Linked DNA regions of Pelodiscus sinensis: region 2 is linked to region 1. The links are chromatin contacts, called in public Hi-C maps. All regions are on one chromosome and are shown on one strand. The core of a region is the stretch at or near the end of the contact, and the rest is flanking DNA. Distances in the headings are between cores, read along the strand shown. Region 1 holds the start of MPPE1 (metallophosphoesterase 1). Region 2 holds the start of CEP76 (centrosomal protein 76).

Region 1 (7,217 bases), core at 4,059-6,558:
GACTGAGCTCTGAAGGGAGAAGAAGTCCTCCACATTTTAGAAGAAAATGATCTGGTCCTTTATTATTTAATACATACTAAGGCCACCAAGTACATACTCCCAAAGTGAAAATACTTTTTATACATAATTCCATACATGATATCTAGACTATTAAGATTTTTATGTTTTCCTTCCCGATATCGAAAAACAATGAGCAGTCCTATGGTAATTAAGGGTGTGCCTACATAACCAGGCTTAACTCAAAATAAGCTACTAAAATTGAGCTATATCATTTTCATTGCTTATTTTGAAATAGAGCACTCTTCCTCTGACTTCCCTTACTCCTTGTACAATGAGGCTTACAGGAGTCGGAGTAAGATGTCCTCCAGCTTGAGTGTATTTCAACATGATTTCAAATTAACTGCCTGCTATGTAGACACAGACTAGGTTATTTTGAAATAATGCTTAGAGACTAGCAAATATATAATATTATGAGCTTTTATGGATAAAACACACTTCATCAGATTTGTTAGTCTCTAATCCTAATGGCATGTCTACACTAGAAAATTATTTTGAAATAACTAAATTAGAAATAATAAATCCTGAAATAACTATTTTGAAATAAGTTTATTCTCTGAGGAAAGCAGGAGTACAGATTTCAAAATAACCAGCCTGTAATTTTGAAATAACAGGCTTGGTAGTGTGGATGCTCTGCTTATTTAAAAATGAGGTTATTTCGAAATAACTCCCTAGTGTAGACCAGAGCTAAGGTGCCACAGGACTGCTCATTGCTTTTAACGTTACAGACTAACATGGCTACCCCTCTGAGACGCTCGATATCTAGTTGATCGTACTTGCCCTCTTAACTAATTTCTGATCTTTTATTTTACACGTTGCCTTTTTTGCAATGGTTGCACCAGGCACACACTGATAGAAGCATTTTGCATGACAGTATAGTTTATCATTTATTATTCTTTCTGAGAACAGACATAATTGAAGTACTTTATGTACCTTGTTTAGTAAATGAGAAATAAAGCAAAACAACACATTGTTGAGATCCAGTCCTGCCCCATGCTGGAGATAATGGCAAAACTCTCATTGTGTCCAAAGACAGAAGAATCTGGTCTTTATAGTGGTTTTTGTTGCAGCAACTGGGTCTGGACACAAGATAGGAGAAGAGAGTGTAGTTCTTCTGAAAAGGTGCTGGATTGGAAACCCTAGGAATAGAAGTAATTTATCTGCAGAAGAGCCACATCACTGCCAGCAGTAGTAAAATCTCTCCAGACTGCTCTGCCTCTCCTAAGTACCACCTTTTCCTCTTCCCATCTCTCCAGTTAATTGTTATTATTTTGCTGCTGCAGATTTTAAATTGACAGGAATGTAGGCACTGCTATGTTGGATCAGACCAAATGTCTTTCTTAACTATTGTGACTCTGACAGTGGCCTATAAAAGCTGCATCTGAGAGCTGGGCTGCAGTAAATGGTTATGAGATAACTTGCCCTCAGGGCAAGTTTCCAGGTACACATTGACCTAAGTCTTAAAACATTATGCTTTATATCTGCTCCAAAGTTCCTTTGTTTTTAATAGTTACTATTATAACTTTAAATATTATTCTTATACCTGAAAATGTCTACTTCCTTTTTGATTCTTGTGAAGCATAGGGTCGCAACAGTGTATTGTGGAAATGAGTTCCACAGTCTAATTTACATTGTGTGAACAACTATTGCCTTTTATAACTTTTGAGTTTTACAGATTTCAGTTTAATTAACTCTTCTTTCTTCTCATATGAGAGGATGAATAAAAATTACTCTTTTACCTTCTCTATACTCTCTAGGACATTTTTATTGCATTTGTTTTATTTGTCTCCTAAGATGAACATGTCAAGAGTATACATACACTAAGGAGCCTGTCTACATAGCTAGGTTGGAATATCCTCCCAAGTACAGATGCAGCCAACACTGACAGGTGTTTTTCTGTTGGTGTGAGACAGAGGTGGGCAAATTCCAGCCTGCGGGCCAGATCCAATCTGCAGGGTTAGTCCTTGGTGGGCCGTCACCTCTGTGTTTGGCTGAAGGGGTAGTAATGTAGAACATAAGATTCCCATGCCAGGGAAAGTCTATTTAAGCAGGTGGGGGGGGAGGCTATCAGGTGTTTGTCTTCAGCTGGTTTGGAAACAAAGAGAACTGGAGACCCAAATCAGAGTAAAAGATCATTTTTAACTTGAAGACTTGCCTGAAATAAGAACAGCTCTTTAGGATAAGAATCTGCTTATAGTAAGTTTTTTAGTGAATTAGAACTAGCTATGTGTTGTCTATTTATTTTAATTTAGTAACTTACTTTGATCTGTCTGTTTTCACTTGCAACAACTTAAAACCTCCAGTTTGTACTTAATAAGTACTTTATGAGTGTCTAACTGAAAATAAAAATCAGTGTAATTTGAAATATTTATTGGCACAGATATATTTTTTAATAGTAATGTATGCCCTGGAAATGAGAATGTTTTCCAGTTAAAACAAGGATCAGACATTCAACATTTGCTATGCACATAAACTTCTCAATATAAGCAAATATTTTTAACAGGATATACTAGTTTTGGGTGTTCCTGGTTTTGAATGAGCAAGCTGAGATACTTTGGGCCTGATTTTCAAAGGTGCACAGCTGCAGTTCCCACTGATTTCATTTTGGACACCCCAAAATTGAGCTACCCAAAATCAATATCCACTTTTGAAAATGTTGACTCTAGTGTGTGTGTGATGGGATTAAATGTCCTGCTATACTTGTCTAACCTCCAGTGTTTTGCAAGGGATTTAGAATTTGGGAGGGTTTTTTTAGGCCCTCAGGACTAGTGTTAGTTTAAGCAAATTAGGACCCTTTCTACAGACAAGGCTCAAAATCCAGTTATAACATTCTGGGATGCAGTCCAGACCAGTAAGAGATTGAGCCACAATCTACCCCATAAACATCCCAATGCCTCACAATGTTTTGCTGTTACAGCTCCCCCCCTGGGCCACTCAAACAGCCTAACACAGTGGTGGGCAACCTGCAGCTCATTGGAGTTCTATGTACAGTCCATAAGACATATTGTTTACTGTTGCCCATGCTTAGGGTTGCCAGATTCCACCCGTTTCCATCTATGTAGTTGTGAAGTGAAGTCATGCCACTTGGGGGAGTGCTGGAAGAGGTGGGCAGGGAGGGGTGGAGTAATGGTGGAGCAGTGGCAGGGAGAGGTAGGACCAATGCCTCCCCTTCTTTTCCTGCCACACATCACCTATAACTTGTCCTTTGTCTTTGACATATTAATTTACCCATTCCTCAGACTTGTCCAATAAATGTATTAATAATTTTAGCTTATGTTCAGAACTCTTAATATGTATTTAATACATACATTACACAAGAATACTGATGATCAATGTGTTTTTAAATGAGACCTTGCAAGGCATGCTTTGCCCAAAGGCTACATCTATACTGCAGGCTTTTTGTGCACGAACGGCTATTCTTGCGCAAAAACTTGTGGAGTGTCTACACTGCACACGCGTTCTTGCGCAAGTAAATTTACAGTAAAGCATCGGAACAGAGGGGTTCTTGCACAAGAGTTATTCCTCTCCCCATAAGGAATAAGCCCTCTTCCGCAAGATATCTTGCATAAGAAGTGTGGATAGGCAACAGGGGTTTCTTGCACAAGAAACCCTTGTGGCTAAAAAGACCATCAGAGCTTTCTTGCACAAGAGAGCATCTACACTGCCATAAACGCTCTTGCACAAAAGCACATCTCTTGTGCAAAAAGCACATGGCAGTGTGGACGTGCTCTTAAGCAAAAGGTCTTGCGCAAGAACTCTTGCGCAAAACAGTTCTTGTGCAAGTAGCCTGCAGTGCAGACACAGCCAAAGATTATTATTACTATCATGTGTAGGGGTGAATACAGGGGTGCTTTCGATCAAATCAGTGTTTAGTCTTCTTGCTCTGTCTTTTTCAAATTGCTCTGCCATGCCAGCTATGGAGATACAGGATTGAACACGGATATGTACAGGAAGTCCCCAACGTATGAATGGGTTGTGCTCCAAAAGTTCATTTTTAAGTCAGTTGTTTAGAACTTGGAACACATTTTCCCATAGAAACAATGTTATAAGTGGTAGTTAACTTCCCAGCTAGACCATAAAGAGCCTATTTAATCCATAATGTAGCTGAAATACTGTTTATTTGCAATGAAAAATAGTGGAAATAGCTTTTTATTCAACTTTAAATGCTGGTGTTTGAGGAAAGGCATGTTTAATTTAGAGGAGGATGAAGAGGTAGGTGGAGATTCTGAAGACGACTTCTGGGCATCAGCTCCCATGGGTTCTGCACTGGCTCTAGCAGCCAGCCCCATCACTGGTTGCTCCTGGCTGAACCCAGCCCCTGCTCATCAGGAGGCAGCAAGTGGTGCGAGTGCAGGCCAGAGGACGCTGGCGGAATGGGGCAGCCGTGCAACCAATGGTTGGAGAGAAGCGGCAGCTTCCTCTTCAAAGTAGAGTTTCTTTCCAGCCACCGGCTACGCAACTGTGCAGCGTGGCATGCTCCCGGTGGCACTGAGTGCTGTCTGTTGCCGTCTCTTCCAGGAACACAGAGCCAACCAGCCCCTCCCACCTTGTCCAAGGATCTGGTGTAGCTATTGGCACCCTTGTGCGCACATGCACGTGTGTGCGGTATTGGCATTGCCAACCCCACACATTCAGTGTGTGCATGTGCGCTTGTGTGCACGTCAACTCCATTCAGTATGAGCATGTGTGTCAACCCCAAGAATTCATGTGTGGGTATGCACACCTGCTTGTGTGCAGCATCCTTCAGTGGTGACTAGTGGAAGCCCTCGGGAGGTGCACTGTGCACCTGCCAAAATTGTAATTGCTAAAAGGGGGGGCCCCCCAAGCCTGCACTGCTCTGGGTGGCCCTCCCTGCACCCCTCCTCCGCAAGCCCCACTCGCCCCAGGGCAGTGTTGTACTGCTAACCCCAACCACCCAGGCGATCAGCGGGGCACAGCAAGTCCCGCTAGCAAACCCACGCTGCTGCGGTCTGAGCGCGCGCGCAGCGCTAAGACACGCGGCCCAGGCCCTGGAACAGAACGACTTAGGGTCGCCCGCGCCCAGCTGAGATCCCTGCCGGGCCCGCGAGAGGAACTAGCCCCCCCCCTTTGCTTCCGTCTCCATGGCACCCAGGAGGGGCCCTGAAGCAGCAGAGTCGCAGGTTAATGACATCACCCACACGCCGCCAGCCAGGGTACTTAGGTGCCCGAAGCCTGCCTGCCTGGAGCTGGGACACGCGGCCGTGATAATGGACTAATCCCCCGCCCCTGTGTCCTCATTCACTATTGGCATTGCGGCGCCCTCGTCCTTGCACCTGCACGCCCGGGAGAGGCACACAGGGAGGGAAAGCGAACGGGCGGGCAGGCAGGAGCCGTTGGAAGGGGGGAGGGCTCCCATAATCCCGGGCGTCGGTTGAACCGTTAGGGCCCAGCTACCGGGGTCTCGCGCCCGGCCCTGCTGCCCCCGGGCCTCTCTGGGCCCATGGAGCTGCCCGCAGTCCACAGGTGTCTCCAAGTGAGTGAGGCGCTGGGGCAGCTCCGAGGCGGGAGGCCCCGTTTGCCCCCATGCGGCGCCTCAGCAGCCGGCGGGCCGGGGCTGCCTCCTGTGAACGGTGGAGCTGCCCCCGGCTCCGGAAGAGGCTCCGCCGCGGCTGCCCCCTTGTGTCCGCAGCAGGCGGCTCGCGGCCCCGGTCCAGGGTGCGGGGTCCGGTGCTTGGTACAGAACTGCTGCCCCGTAGCGCTGCTCTGCGCATGCTCGGCAGCTCTGCTGAGGCCACTACCACCTATACATTGCTGCTGACTAATCCCCCAGGGGGTTAGCAACGGAGAAAGGAGGCTGAACAGAGCGGGGGTCGGCGGGGAACTGTCGGACTGTGCTACTTGCGGGAGCAGGATCTCACAGGAGCAGTTCCTTACGATTGTACCGGCCAGTGCAGTTCTGTAGAAACCTTACTAGTTTTAGCTGCCCCCCTTCCCTAGTTAACCACGTTGATATTGTTCTTTACAGCTGATGTACAGTAGGCACCCTGTTAGCTGCATTTCCAACAGCAGGATAAACCTAGGGATCTGTTTAAGGGCCAAGTCCATCATGCATGTATACAAGTCATTTTACTTGCCTAAATCCTGAGTGATCAAAGTAGTGAAATACATGCCTAACTTGGTCTCAGACTTAAGTGAAATTATTTCCATGCTAAAATTAGATGAGTAAATTTTTGAGAAATCCGTCTCTTAATTCGTCATTCAATTGGCTCCATAAGGGCTCGCTTCCATGGATATGACTAGGACCAGGCCCTTAGTTTGTAAGTATGTTTAGGATAAAAGGAGATGAACACATTAATTGCTCACTGTGACCACTTGGCATTTAAATTGTTAAATTATTTCTGTTGTTTTCATTATGTGTGTTTAGCTCTTGCATGTTTACAACATCTTAAACTACTCTCTTGCTGATTAGGAGATGAAGTGAATACTGTATAGTATCTAAATATAAACTTCTTAAGGTCTAGCTGTTACTATTTGGATTTACAATAGCCTAATTCATACCTCCCAATTTGAAGTGTACTTTTTTATTTTTAAAACTTATTTTATAATAACCTTATTATCCTGATCCTGCAAACATTTACTGCATCCTTAATTTTAGTTGCTTGAGTAATCTAGCTGATTTCAATGGGACAACTTATATGTAAAAATAATCAAAAACACAAGTGTCTTCAGAAATAAGCCTGATCAAGTTAGCAGTGTTGGCTGGGCAACAGTGCTGCAAAAAAGAATCTTTGGTTAATAGTGGATCACAAACTGAAAATGAGTCAACAGTGTGAAGTTGTTACCAAAAAGGCAAGTGTCTTTCTGGGACATATTAACAGGTGTGCCATCTGTGTGTCATGGCAGATAATTATTCTCTGTAACAGGCGTGCCATGTGAAAAATGGCAGGTAATAGTTCCCTGCTTGACACTGAAAAGGCCCTAGCTAGAGCACTACAGGTTGTACCTTCCTAAATGGGGATTCTCTTGTCCACCATGGATGTTCCTGGACCAGAGAGCCCAGGGGCAGGGAGGTCAGTGGTGGTCCAGGAGCCTTGGGACAGAGGGCTTAGGCAACCTGGGGAGTCCTGCGGTGCAGTGAGGAGCCCTACAGCAGCTGGTTCTGGCAGCATAAGGAGCCCCATAGCATAGGGCTCTGAAGG
Region 2 (6,377 bases), core at 2,498-4,997, 420 kb before region 1:
AGCAGCACTGCAGAAGCAGGGATGGCATGGCCACCCATATTTCTGTGCTGTTGCCTAAAAAGTTGAGCCCTCAGTCAGCAGCTACCACACTCTGGCCACCTGCTCTGAAGGCAGCAGCACTGAAGTAAGGGTGGTAAAATATGGTATTGCCACCCTTACTTTTGCACTGCGGCTGGTAGGGTGCTATCTTTAGAGCTGGATGCCTGGCCAACAGCTATTGGTCTCTAGCTGCTGCCCAGCTCTGAAGACAGCACAAAAGTAAGAAATCTATTAGAGTTCTTACTAATCTTAATCTTAACTAAGATTAATTTTACTAATCTATTAGAGTTCTTTGAAGGAGTTAACAAAACATGCGGACAAGGGGGATCCAGTAGATATAGTATACTTGGATTTTCAGAAAGCCTTTGACAAGATCCCTCACCAAAGGCTCTTGGGTAAATTATATGGCCATGGGATAAGAGGGAAGGTCCTTTCTTGGATTGAGAACTGGTTAAAAGACAGGAAACAAAGGGTAGGAATAAATGGTAAATTTTCAGATTGGAGAGGGGTAACTAGTGGTGTACCCCAAGGGTCAGTCCTGGGACCAATCCTTTTCAAATTATTCATAAATGATCTGGAGAAAGGGGTAAGCAGTGAGGTAGTAAAGTTTGCAGATGATACCAAACTGTTTAGGATAGTCAAGACAGAAGCAGACTGTGAGGGACTCCAAGAAGATCTCACCAAACTGAGTGATTGGGTAACAAAATGGCAAATGAAATTTAATGTGGATAAGTGTAAAGTAATGCACATCGGGAAAAATAACCCCAACTGTACGTACAGTATGATGGGGGCTAATTTGGCTACGGCAAATCAGGAAAGAGATCTTAGAGTTATCGTGGACAGTTCCCTGAAAACTTCCACACAGAGTGCAGCGGTGGTCAAAAAGGCAAATAGGATGCTAGGAATTATTAGGAAAGGGATAGAAAATAAGACCCAGAATATCTTACTGCCCCTGTATAAAACTATGGTACGCCCACATCTTGAATACTGTGTACAGATGTGGTCTCCTCACCTCAAAAAAGATATTTTGGCCTTAGAAAGGGTTCAAAAAAGGGCAACTAAAATGATTAGGGGTTTGGAACAGGTCCCATATGAGGAGAGGCTAAAGAGACTGGGACTTTTCAGTTTAGAAAAGAGGAGACTGAGGGGGGATATGATAGAGGTCTATAAAATCATGAGTGGTGTGGAGACGGCTGATAAAGAAAAGTTATTTATTAGTTCCCATAATAGAAGAACTAGAGGACACCAAATGAAATTAAAGGGTAGCAAGTTTAAAACTAATAAAAGAAAGTTCTTCTTCACACAGCGTGTAGTCAACCTGTGGAACTCCTTGCCAGAGGAGGCTGTGAAGGCTAGGACTATAATAGAGTTTAAAGAGAAGCTAGATAATTTCATGGAGGTTAGGTCCATAAAAGGCTATTAGCCAGGGGATAAAATGGTGTCTTTGGCCTCAGTTTGTCAGAGGCTGGAGAGGGATGGCAGGAGACAAATCGCTTGATCATTGTCTTCGGTCCACCCTCTCTGGGGCACCTGGTGCTGGCCACTGTCGGTAGACAGGATACTGGGCTAGATGGACCTTTGGTCTGACCCAGTACGGCCGTTCTTATGTTATGTTAAGAACAGCAAGATTGCTGCATCCTTAAAATGACCTTGTAGCCCTGACAGACGATTCCCTTTTGAGTCAGGGCCCCAACGTGAGATGTGTTCTCCCCTGTGAAATCTATATAATATCGGGGGGGAGGGGGGGGAGCACACACAAAACCAGATTTCACTGTCAATGATGTATTTCATGGCCATTAAATTGGTGGCACCATGCAGATGGGTTTACTTCCACCATCCCCTATAGACTCCATTCTTACTGGGAGGTCTCTGTATAAAGCTCATTGTAGGATTGGGGCACACTTCAATATTTGAGACATAACTTTGGAACACACCTTCAGCATTTATACTCAACTCTGTTGAGTTTACTTCTGTTGTTGCATATGGATTATTCCCAACCATTGGCACCAGGCAATCAGTGTAGAAGTAACCAACTTTAGGCATGTCAAAGGTAGAAATAAGTAGATCTACTGCAAGCTGGCCAACATTCCCAACGGATACAGCTGGCTGGAACAACAGAAGACTTGTGACCATATTGTTATTACAGTTTTTATACATTCAACTGTGATTTGAATAATGAACTATGTATAATATTCAAATTAATAAATGAAAACTCCACAAAATATCTGTAGGTATATGCTCAAATCACAATCCTCTTACCCAATATTTTAAAAGTGGGGTCAGAAAACCTAAAACTTCCCTTTATGGAAGGTACTGGCTTTTTAACAGATTGTTCCTGTACTAACAGACCAGCACTGAATAATAAGATGTGCACTATTGAAAAAAAAAATCAACATACAGCCTCTACTACCCATAAAGATTAGGCTTAAGATAGCAAACTATGAACATTTAGTTGTGTAATGGGAAAACAATAGTTTTTGTTAGATTAGTTGAAAACTTAATCAAGGAGACTGCACCAAACTCAGCTACCACTGTCTTTGACCTGGGTGCGCTCAAGGATGGGCATTTGAACTAGGGATGTCAACTAGCAATTAATTTACTAGTCAAGTAGTCGATGAATTCTCCATTGACTACTCAACTTGGCACTTCAGCATTCCGCCTTTGAAAAAGTTGGACCACCGCATGGAGCCCAGGGCCAGCGGGAAGTTTCACTGACTCTGGGCTCCAAGCAGGCACTTCCCGCTGGGGACTCTTGTACATTTCAAAGTTGGTGGAGCCCAGGGTCAACTTCCCAAGTGATGCTGGGCTCAGTATGGTGCTGCCGCTTTGTGATACCACCACAGCCTTTCAAAGTGACAGTGCCACAGGGTCCATGCGGCTCCACTGCTTCAAACTACCCCTCTCTTCTCCCCCTGTTGTTGCCTCTATCTGATAGAGGTAGCAAGGGGGTGGGGGGAGCAACTAGTTGGATTTGCTTACCGGATAGTCGACTAGTCGTTCACATCCCTAGTTTGAATGTGCTGCCTCTACCACCAGCTTCCCAACATCCACACAGCGCTTGCCGTTACTCGCATCCCCTCTTGCGGGGGCGGGTTAGACAAGCGACCCCCCCCCCCAGGTCCAGGCTACGACAAAGCCCCGGCAAGTAACAGCAGCGGAGACACGTTTCTATTTCCCAGCTCGGGGAGGGGGAGGGGGGGCTGGTTCTCTGCCCCCCGCCGCTCACCCACCCAGCGCTTCCGCAGGGACGCGCATCCCGCCCCGCTGCGCCCTCAGGCCCCGACGGGGGCGACGGTTCCCCCCCCAGGGCCGCGCGCGGCGTTACCAGCAGGAGCGTGAAGCCTTCAAAGCTGGCGGGCGCGGAGCCACCGCAGGGCACAAACATCGCGCCGGGAGCGTTCAGCGCTGGGTGCGCGCGACTCGCCTCCGCCAGGGTCCTTCCGCTCTGCGGCGCATTTGCCTGACGCCTAAGCGGGGGCTGATGTGTGAGGGGGGAGTTAGGCGTCCTCTGTAACCGCCTGTCCCCGTAGGGCTCCTCGGCAGGACGTCCTCTGATGCGTAACTGGAGCCCCTGACAGGGGGGGCGGCCGGCCCGTTTCTCGGCCCCGGGCTGGAGGAGGGTCCGGGCTTCCAATCAGGCGTCTGAGCAGGGCGCCCTCGCGCTCTGGCGGGACGCTTGTTCGAAAAGCGGTTGGGGCGGAGCGCGCGGTTGCGGAGCGCAGTGGGCGGGGCTGGGGGGAGGGGGCACCGGCTCTGGGTGTTGGGGGTTCGCCATGGCGCTGCCTCCGGAGAAAGCTTCGGAGCTGAAGCAGATCATCCGCCAGCAGCTGGCCAGGGTGAGGGGCAGGAAGTGCGCGCGCCGGCTCGGCCGGGGCTTTACCCTGCGCGCGGAGGGCTCGTGCCGGCTTCACTGTGGGGGGCGGGCTGGTGTCTGCTCGCGCCGCTCGTGTGAGAAGCAGCGGGGCTGAGGCGCTCGGACCGACGTTATAGTGCCCCCCCCCTCCCCCCCCCCAGCCTGCAGGCACAATGGGGGCAGCTGCGTCCCGGGGCTCGTATCCCCGCAGCTCGGGCGTTCTCTGCCTTTTCCCTGTCGGCGCGAGTTACCCGCCAAGGGTCCCGCCACTTCTCCCACCCGCCCCATCAGTTGTATGTGCCCCGAGGCAAGTGCGGCTGCGCACCACCGCTCGCCACACATCCCGCTGGCTGAGGGGGGCTCTGCTAACCAGCTGGCCGGCCTTTGAATCTTTACAGCGCACACACTTGTCCAGGCAGTGCTGGCTGCTGCCTGTGGGGAAGACAGAGGGTTGGATTTTTCATTATCTCTACCTTTGAGTCTTTGATTGGGACATCGCAAGCCATCCATGACTTGTGCCAATGAGTGCTGGCAGCTTTTCCATTGGCCTGTGTGATAGTCCTGTGGAAACCTTGGCTCTCAGTGCGGAGAGAGGGAGTGAACTGAGGTGGTGTAACCCTTCTGTAGGTAGCACTTGGCAGTCAGAAGGGCCAGTTCAGTATCTAGGGAGTTCTTTCAACAATGTACCCACACTGGCTCAAGCCAGTAAACCTACCCACTGGGTGCCTTTAAAGGTAATTCTTCTCTCTCAAGCACTGGGTCGGAGACAGAAACAGTCTATTTAATGACAGCAATGTAACATTAATCCACAGAAACACACACAAACAAAACCCAGAAGCAAGATACGGTCCCGAGATCTTTAATCTACCCTCCAACTCATATAGTGTGCTTTCCCCCCACTTCAAACACCCTGCTCATGGCTCTGTCCAGTCAATGCAGACCCAGAGCTTATAGGTACATCATCATGTTGTCTCCCCTCCTTGAGGATGTGGCAATGCCGCTCACTTCCTGCTCCTGCCAGCCGCTCCACCAGTTACCTGCTGGCCGCTCCCTCCAACAGCCTTGTGGTAGATTTGGCTTTGGGCCAAACCTTTGTGATTTCAGCTGCTCAGTGATTTTAACGCTTGGCCAAAAGCACAGTCTAGCCAAAAAATTCCAGCATCCGCTGGAATACATTTTAAAATCAAAAAGAGACTCTTTATGGACTCTGCAAAAGCGACGAGGAGTCCTGTGGCACCTTATAGACTAACTGAAGTGTAGGAGCATAAGCTTTCGTGGGCAAAGACCCACTTCGTCAGATGCATGCATCTGACGAAGTGGGTCTTTGCCCACGAAAGCTTATGCTCCTACACTTCAGTTAGTCTATAAGGTGCCACAGGACTCCTCGTCGCTTTTGCAGATTCAGACTAACACGGCTACCCCTCTGATACTTGACTTTATGGACTCTGTTCTACTTCTTACATTAGACCGGATTTGGGGAGGAGGGGGACAAAACAGGTTGAACCAGTCTTACAGCTCACGCCTGGAGTGCATGCAGCCTGCTGATTCAGAGTTCTGCCCTCCTCCCAGTTGACTTTCCAGAGTTTTGGCAGAGAAAGCCTTATTCTTTACACTGATAGTCTCTCTCCTTTAAACTGAGTGAAACACAGTATGACTTTTCTGCATTCCCCCAATAACTGCAAGCATTGGTGGTCATATCTTACAATTCCTGCATTTAGGGTCAACAGAGTTTGTGGCTCCACAACAATGGGCAAAACACCATTCTAACTGTTGAATATCTAGTAGGTCTAAGCAAACTGAGCGAACTATTTTTACCTAACCACACCCAGGATTTCTTTCCCATTCCAGCTGGCTGTAATGGAAGCATTGATTCAAACCCTGCCTACAGGGGATTAGTCCAGAGTGGCCAAGAAATTGTACTCCTGGCCACAAGCAGTATCTAGCATAACCTGACCGTGGCTGGAACTATGCCTACCAAAATTGAGAGACCCACATATTGGTTGGGGTTGATTTCAGAGAATCACCAACAAGGCTGAGCATGATGTTGAGTTCAGTGCCTACCCACTGAAGCTTTGCACCAGACTGGCACATTTTTGCTGATGCCAAGACAAGAGCATATAGTGATGTTCGAAGCATGCATTCATCACATCTCCACAATGTGCTAATGAGCTTCTGGATGATGTTAACCTTCTTCTTTATCTTCTTTGTGATATTATCAAGATGTTGGCAATAGTTCAGCATCCAGTTGAGTTTAATGCCATGGGTTGTAGTCATGTAGTATAGGCAGATCTCAAAAGTCCACTTTCAGTGGCATTTGGTTTCTTGTGTGTTCATGTGGAAGGCAGAGACAAGTGTTGTCAAAGCGTTCGGTTTCAGTCACCAAGTTTTGACATGTCTCGCATATTTGGAGGTGATTGTTCAATATTGTTTGCAAGGATGAATTTATGGGATGATGTGACCAGATTCTCACTAGGGATGTTAAATA

The links. Hi-C and Micro-C count contacts between places; a contact is called where the count stands out from the background.
Region 2: a contact with region 1 is called in a Hi-C map of blood, with 6 times the contacts expected there. The contact joins the promoter of CEP76 here to the promoter of MPPE1 in region 1. A contact is called at or near these places in 2 of 5 Hi-C or Micro-C datasets (blood and an unstated tissue).

What each region holds. Positions count from the first base shown.
Region 1 is chr2:87,110,832-87,118,048 of ASM4963464v1, reverse strand. It overlaps MPPE1 (metallophosphoesterase 1), which reads left to right and starts at 5,308. Exons shown (of 12, transcript XM_075920995.1): 1 at 5,308-5,551; 2 at 6,294-6,335.
Region 2 is chr2:87,531,559-87,537,935 of ASM4963464v1, reverse strand. CEP76 (centrosomal protein 76) reads left to right here and starts at 3,747. Exons shown (of 11, transcript XM_075921003.1): 1 at 3,747-3,875. The coding sequence starts at 3,813. PSMG2 (proteasome assembly chaperone 2) reads right to left here and starts at 3,553. Exons shown (of 7, transcript XM_075921008.1): 1 at 3,365-3,553; 2 at 1,974-2,145. The coding sequence starts at 3,424.